Linked DNA regions of Arabidopsis thaliana: region 1 is linked to region 2. Evidence: chromatin contacts called from public capture Hi-C data. All regions are on one chromosome and are shown on one strand. The core of a region is the stretch at or near the end of the contact, and the rest is flanking DNA. Distances in the headings are between cores, read along the strand shown.

Region 1 (3,426 bases), core at 841-3,340, 480 kb before region 2:
TGCCACGCTCCGCTGGATTAATACTTGCATGTTCTTCTTCAGGACTCCCACTCCGGGAACGATCAGCGTTAGGTGGAGCCAGAGATCCGGATGCTGCACGTCTTGGCCTGTGTCTAACAAGAGGTTGCTCATCAACATCATCAGAGTCATCATCAAATGGTGAACTAGGTGCTGCCAATCTAGACAATATAAAAGACGATTAGTTAGACATCGATTTTTGACAAACACCAATAGACAAACTGCTTGACAGATGTTTTTGCAACTGCAGATATTAAGCTCATAGATAACACAGTAGCAAAGCGTTACAGAGAAGAACCAACAAACCTTCCGTTCAGGGCCTGGGTATCCTGAGGTCCTTGAGCAGCAGTCACTGCAGAAGCTCCTATTTCCGAGGTTGAGGCCTTATACCCTTGACTGCGCAAAACTTCTTCCTCCGCTGACTGCACTAACTTGTGTTAAAAGTGATCAAAGATAGATGGCAGCAAAAATAAAAGAGAGGAGACAACCACAGACCTTCAATGACATTGTAACAGCTATTGCTATGTCATCATCATCTTCCATGTGAAGTGGCCTCTCTTCAAGTAAAGGGTTACTTGATCCCTATAAGAAAATATAAAAAACCTCATAAATTTGCTACTTCACTAAGACAAAACCCCAATACAGCCAATTTTCTTACAGAAGCTTACCTCAGCCTCTTTCTTTGAGGCCTCAATGGCAGCTCTGATCATTTCTTCTTCTATATCATTGTAATCTTGATTATTATTATTGGCTACAGAACCAGCAGGTCTGTCTTGCCTACTTCGTCCCATTGGTGCAAAAGGAATATCATCATCACTCTCTTCATCAATAATAACAGTTCCTTGGGTAGTTACTGGACCCTGAACATGAGCTGTTTCTGTCACATCTTCAATAGTAGGAGCATCACTAGATCGTCCAGATGGCCCACTGCTATCCTTAACCTCTATAGGTATCTGCCTAACCTCTCTAGGATGACTAACAAACGGAGGGCGTGGCATAAGAGGATCGCTATCAAATACACGTCTAGCAAAGTCCGAATCCAAAAGCGAAAAGGGAGGACGGCCAATTGTTCTAGCTGCATTGAACATAGAGAGAGGAGATTGTGGAGCCGGAATCACATCATCTATATCCATTTCATCATCATCATTAACCGGCGCTTCACGTACTCTACACAAAGAGCATAACAACGTAAAAAAATTGATAAATTTGCAAGAGAGAAGGATAATAAAATAATCATCAGTGAGATAGAGATGTCATACACATTTCGATCTCCTTCGCTGAAATATGCATTCACTGCTTGATTAAGATCACCACGATGCTCCTGCAGTAATCAAAATCAGCTCTCAAATTCGAATTAAAAACTCTGTCAACATTGGAGACAATCATACAATCATCAATGAACAAGTAATAAACGCGAGAATTCAGGAGATATCGTTTGAGCGAAAAAAGCAATGTAAGAACAAAAATCCTTCTAGAAACTCAATCAGACCATCCTATAACCTAAAATTCTGAAAATCAACTTCAATTTCAACCCCAAAACATCAAATATCAAAACGAGTAAGGGAAAAAGCATCAGAATAATCAAACGATCGTCGTCTCATCGAACTTTCAGTTTCACTTTACCGATTCTAAACAAACTTCGAAATCAAACATCTGAATCATAAGGAATCGCGAACAAGGACATGAATCAAGAAATTCGAATCACCTCGAGTTTCTGAAGGGCGACGGCGTCAGAAGCGCCGGTGATGCTGATGAAAGTGTCGATTGCTTCCTGATTCGGTGTCGCCATATCACAAGTTTGGTTCGCAACAAAGAAATGATTGATTGTGAAAAAATTTGGGGGCTTGGAGACTTGGAGTGAGCAAGGGGAAAGAAAAAGATTTGTTATGTGAAAATTGCAATGGAAGATTGGATCGGTGAAACTCGTCGTTTTAAGGTCTTTTCTCTTATTTTTTGGGCTTTTTTCCTCGTTTGTTTTCTTGGTTATGTGATGATGATGAATTTTTGTGGAAAGTCTTGAAGTTTCTCTATGGTTCTATTGGATGATTATTAAAAGTGAAGAACAATTGTTTGTTAGTCAAATTGCTAAAATACATTTAAGTTGATATTCAAAAGAGTACTATTATTTCCTACATCATTCATCACAAGTTTTTGAGGTTTATTGTTATACACTAGTATGTAATTGTAAGTTTTAATTGATTCATAAATCAAAATAGGAAAATACTGGTCTACCTATTTAATCATGTAGTTTGCAGGGTTCAATTTTTCATGTCTAAAATAATTTGTTTATTATTATTTTTAATTACCGATTATAATATTATATTAGTTATAAAATAATTATTGTTTTTGTGGGTTACAAAATAGATAAAATATTCATAATCAATAAATGATTTTTGAGGGTTAAAAAAATAAATAAATAATGTTTATCAAAATATAAAATAATTTTAGATTTAATAATAAAATAATAATAAATTCAGTTTTAGTGTGAGATTTGAGATACCAAAACACCAAATTTGGTTCTTCCTTGTGTTATCACTGGAGATGCTGTTTTAAGTATACTATATATATTGTTTTCAATTTAGTGATATAACTTAAGGAAACACTTAAAAAGAAAAAAAAAAGAGTTGAAGAAAATTAAAATTGAAGACGGAGTAGTAGAAAAATTATGCTAATTTCTATTTAACTAAAATTTCAATTAAAAAAAAAAGTAAAAAAAATTACACCAAAAACAAATAAAAAGAACTAAAACAAAACAAACTAGACCACGGTATGATATTAAACCCACCCAACGCCTCTCAAGTCCTGGGATGGAGGAGTTGACACTTCCAAGAGTGAGTAAGTATGGTCAGCTTGAGTATGGTTGTATATTCCATTGCTGAGTTTTGCATAACTGTTCAAAACTAAGTGTACCATGTTGTCAAAGAGACTCTGAGCTTTTCCGGTTAGTATGTAACGGATTCCGAATTTCATTATGTCTAATGGAAAAAAGAAGATGATGTTGTAGAGCCAAATAACTCCAGCCCAACTCCATCCTATTCCCTCGATTCTCGCAGTTTCCCAACTTGCGTATACCGCGAGTGTTGTTGCAATCTACAAGGTCAAGTTTATGAGTCAATGAAGACTTCTTTATAATGAAAAATAAAAAAGAAGAAACAGAATCATGTTTTTCTATATACTTACAGTTTGTACTGTCACGAAAGAGAGAAACAATAACTCTCCAGGTCGTTCGACAAAAAACCAGCTTCTTGATTGAATAACGAAGAAAAGAGCTTGGCTCATAATACTCACTTGTAAGTATAAAGCACACATCATCTCTGCTTCATTGCCTCTCAAGTCTCTCACGTGGAACGTTCTCTATATAAAAAACAAAACAAGAGGTTATAACTTTATAGTATGCTTGTGTTGTTA
Region 2 (3,488 bases), core at 119-2,618:
TCTGCTTTGATTGTTGCAGAGTTTCGATGAGTAAAGGATGGGCTTCGTGGGCTTCTCTTTTTCTTTTGGGCCTGAATCTCCTTTAACTGAAACTGAAACAGAAACAATGTTGTTGCGATGGATTGAAGTCTCTGTAGGAGAAGGAGTCTCTTGTTGTTTGATAGAAAGGAGAGCTCTTTCTCATGTTTACATGTAGCAGCGAGATACCGTTGCTGTATAAACTTGTCTCCTCGGATTGGGAGGAGATGAGTGGTGCTACTCTTGACGGCCTGACAATCTTTGCAAGTAAGTACTCCTCAGAGACGAGATTGAATGTTTGTGGCATGTGGAACAGTGTGTACTTCCCAAAGTTTTATGGTTTACGTTGCAAGAGATCATGTGTATCCTACTCGTTTGATAAAGGCAGGTACTATCCGCGTAAGCCGCTTCCAAAACCATCAAGATTTGAAAAGCAGAAAGACCTTTGCCCTCTTATGAGTCTTTGGATTGAACCACCGTCTTAAGACATCTTAGATTCGATGAAATGATAAGCAAATATGGATGATGGTAAAGGTAAGATGAGCTATCTTTCCGTTTTCCTTTTTATTTGATCATTGAATATGTGAAACTTATGTTGACTTTAAGATTTAGTACTGTTTACATTCATGTCCAAAAAAAAAAATGATTCAGTACTGTTATGAAAACTTACATTTCAGATTTATGTTTCAACTTTAAAAGTCTTTGTATGTGACTGATTCGAGGTTATGCAAAAAAAATATATATATAGTTTTATTGATTAATTTCCGTAGTCTTTTACATGTGATTGAATTTCCATATCATTCAAATAGTACCGAAAGAATCTCCAAGAAGCTTCACCGCTTTGTTTATCTCCTTCATATCCACGTTGGCTACTGCCGAGATCTCTTTCAATGTTTTTGGTATATTCACTTGGCGACATGCCCTTGATACAGAGGCCGCGCAAAGCCCTCTCAAACTCTTCCCTCCGCGTAAGTTCTTTTTATCCAGTTTCGAAAGAATCTTGCACGCCGTATTACTGATACCGAAAGTTAACCCTAGCGCTTCGGTCATCCTCTCGATTTCCGCATAGGCTATCTTGATTACATCTTCTTCCTGCTTGTTTTTGATCATTTCATTCTGTGTTCGGCGCAATTTTGAGGCAAGGGAGGAAGATTTTCCGCTAAGTTTGAAGATGATAGTGGGGAGATGGCCGGATTTGAGATTAGGGTTGGTCGAAGCACCGTCTAGGTCATCGATGATGTTATTCTCTATGACATGGCCACACTCAATGCAGATTGTATCTCCGTTCTTGTAGTTAACCACGGTTTCTGTTGGCCTCTTGCACTCCAAGCAAATTCCGTCTTCTTTCATTCTTAGGGTTTCTTTCTTCTTCGTATGGACTAATTGTTTTGCTTTTCTTTTTTTGTTGGTTTAATTGTTTTGCTAGTAGTATTTATAGATGTTGAAATAAAGGAATTTGTTTTTCTAAAAGGATTTACTTTTTATTATTTTGTTTCCTTTTTATTATTTCTTTTTTTCCAGTTTGTTATGCGATTCCCAATTTTTTTTTTTTTTTTAAGGAATGTTTTATATGTAACGGGAAGAAAACATGTTAAACAGATATTTATACAGTGAAAACTATATACTAAAGCTTATCTCCCTGATTTCCTTAAGCATCTCCGATGAAATACACATCAAGACTCCATTTTCATCTTAAGCCAATACAAAGGATTTGGGCATGCATACACATAAAACAGAGTATGAGAATGACGAGAGACTAGAAGGAGATTGTTTTTTACCGATTTCAATCCTCCAGCTACATCCAGGATTCTTTCTTGATGTGTTCAATGAAGCAAGGCAAGCCAGAGTGGCTGCAAGCATTGATGATGAAAATGAAGACAACACCATCGGGAACAAGACCTGATTTTTCGATATCAACAAAAGTTTTCAACAGCTTTCTCACCTTCGCTATACATTCCATATGCATAAATCATCCATGTCCATGTCACAACATCCTTTGTACTCATACGTTCAATGACTCTAAAGGAACTCTCCAAAGAACCACATGCAAGAGAAACAACTGCCAAAATATATTACTCTTCTTATATATACCAGAGAGAGTTGTGTATATAAGCTAATTAAGTTGAAGTTGATGCATGGGTGATGAAGACAAGATCAGCATCAGCAGGGAGATGGGTGAATGAGCTTGTGAGCTTTGATGTGTTTTGTCTCTTAGACATCGTCGATTGGAAACCTTTCTATTGCTTGTCCCACAGGAAACTCACCACCACTAATAGTGGGAACATCTTCGTATCTCATAATAATAATGGTGAATCCAAGATTTCTTTAATAACTTAAGTATTCATTTTTACCTTTTGGTTTATGGCATACCCTTTAATTATTTACAAGACCAACCGTTAGAGGATGCCACAATGGTATTTTCTGCCAATTTAAGTCGAAACAAATTTTATTAAGAACGACAAGAAACCTAAGACTTCATTATTTTCCCAAGGGCATAGAATAGATAGATAATAATCTAAAGCAGTTTTTTTATATGATACAAAAGATAAGCAGAACAAAAGGCTAAAATGATAAGCAAGCAGAACTCAAACTCTTGATTATTTTGTTTTCACCGGTGCCTGCTGCGTTTAGATGGTGGCATGTTCTTCATGCTGCTACTACCGCCTGCACCGCTACTTCCAGGACGCGATTTCCCAAACGCTTTCATCTTCCTTCTCTTCCTCTCTTCCTCACTATCAGACTCAACTCCATGCTCTCTGTCTGCATTAGTAGCTTCTCTCTCCAGCTCAGCCCAAGTCTTACCTTTCTCTTCCTCTGACTCTTGCTCTGAGTCCTCTTCTTCTTCTTCATCGTCTGACTCACTCTCTGATGTCTCGTCCTCTGACTCAGACTCAACCTCCACATCTGATGGTTCATACCCTTTGTCTGAGTCCTCAGAGCCGCCAGACTCTGAATCGCTTCCGTCCTGATTCAAAAACTCCCATCCTCCAGCATCTGTAAAGCTCTGCGGATCATCCGTGATCGTCTTCAGGATCTGTCTCCAGTTCAGATTCAGTTTGCTCTCGTAGTACTTTATATCTGTAGTGTCAAGCCATTCCTTTATCCCCTCTAACTAACTTGTTGGAACTGAGTCAACCCTAAGAACATCTTTCTTCAAGTCCTTGAAGATGATAGCCATGTCAAAGCTCTTTTGACCAAACCCAACTCTCTCAAGATTCACAATCTCAATCTCACTTAGACAGACCACCAAGAACGGGGATTCTGTCAGCTCAACTAAGCAGCTTGAGGTCGGTATTATGAAGGTAGATGTCTTGTGGGGGACACCATTGAAACCAAACTCTCTCAGAGGTTGATCAAACTCTAAGCTCAAACTTGCAAACTGGGGTAGTTGCCACATATCGTTGACCTGATTTGCAAAGTGATTGAAATCCATGTTGATCTTATTTTTCCTATCGCGCTCTCTCTGTTCT

Evidence for each region. Capture Hi-C pulls out chosen DNA fragments and counts their contacts.
Region 1: a contact with region 2 is called in a capture Hi-C map of seedling, with 2.5 times the contacts expected there. The contact joins the promoter of SAY1 here to the promoter of AT4G10680 in region 2.

The regions. Positions count from the first base shown.
Region 1 is chr4:7,070,336-7,073,761 of TAIR10.1, reverse strand. SAY1 (Ubiquitin-like superfamily protein) reads right to left here and starts at 2,090. Exons shown (of 11, transcript NM_117243.4): 1 at 1,724-2,090; 2 at 1,278-1,339; 3 at 687-1,185; 4 at 514-600; 5 at 325-440; 6 at 1-179. The coding sequence starts at 1,807. AT4G11730 (Cation transporter/ E1-E2 ATPase family protein) reads right to left here. Exons shown (of 11, transcript NM_117242.1): 10 at 3,199-3,372; 11 at 2,794-3,108. The coding sequence ends at 2,794.
Region 2 is chr4:6,585,401-6,588,888 of TAIR10.1, reverse strand. It overlaps AT4G10680 (transcription factor IIB (TFIIB) family protein), which reads right to left and starts at 1,368. Exons shown (of 1, transcript NM_117136.1): 1 at 820-1,368. The coding sequence starts at 1,368. The coding sequence ends at 820. GTC2 reads right to left here. Exons shown (of 1, transcript NM_117135.2): 1 at 2,627-3,488. The coding sequence ends at 3,131.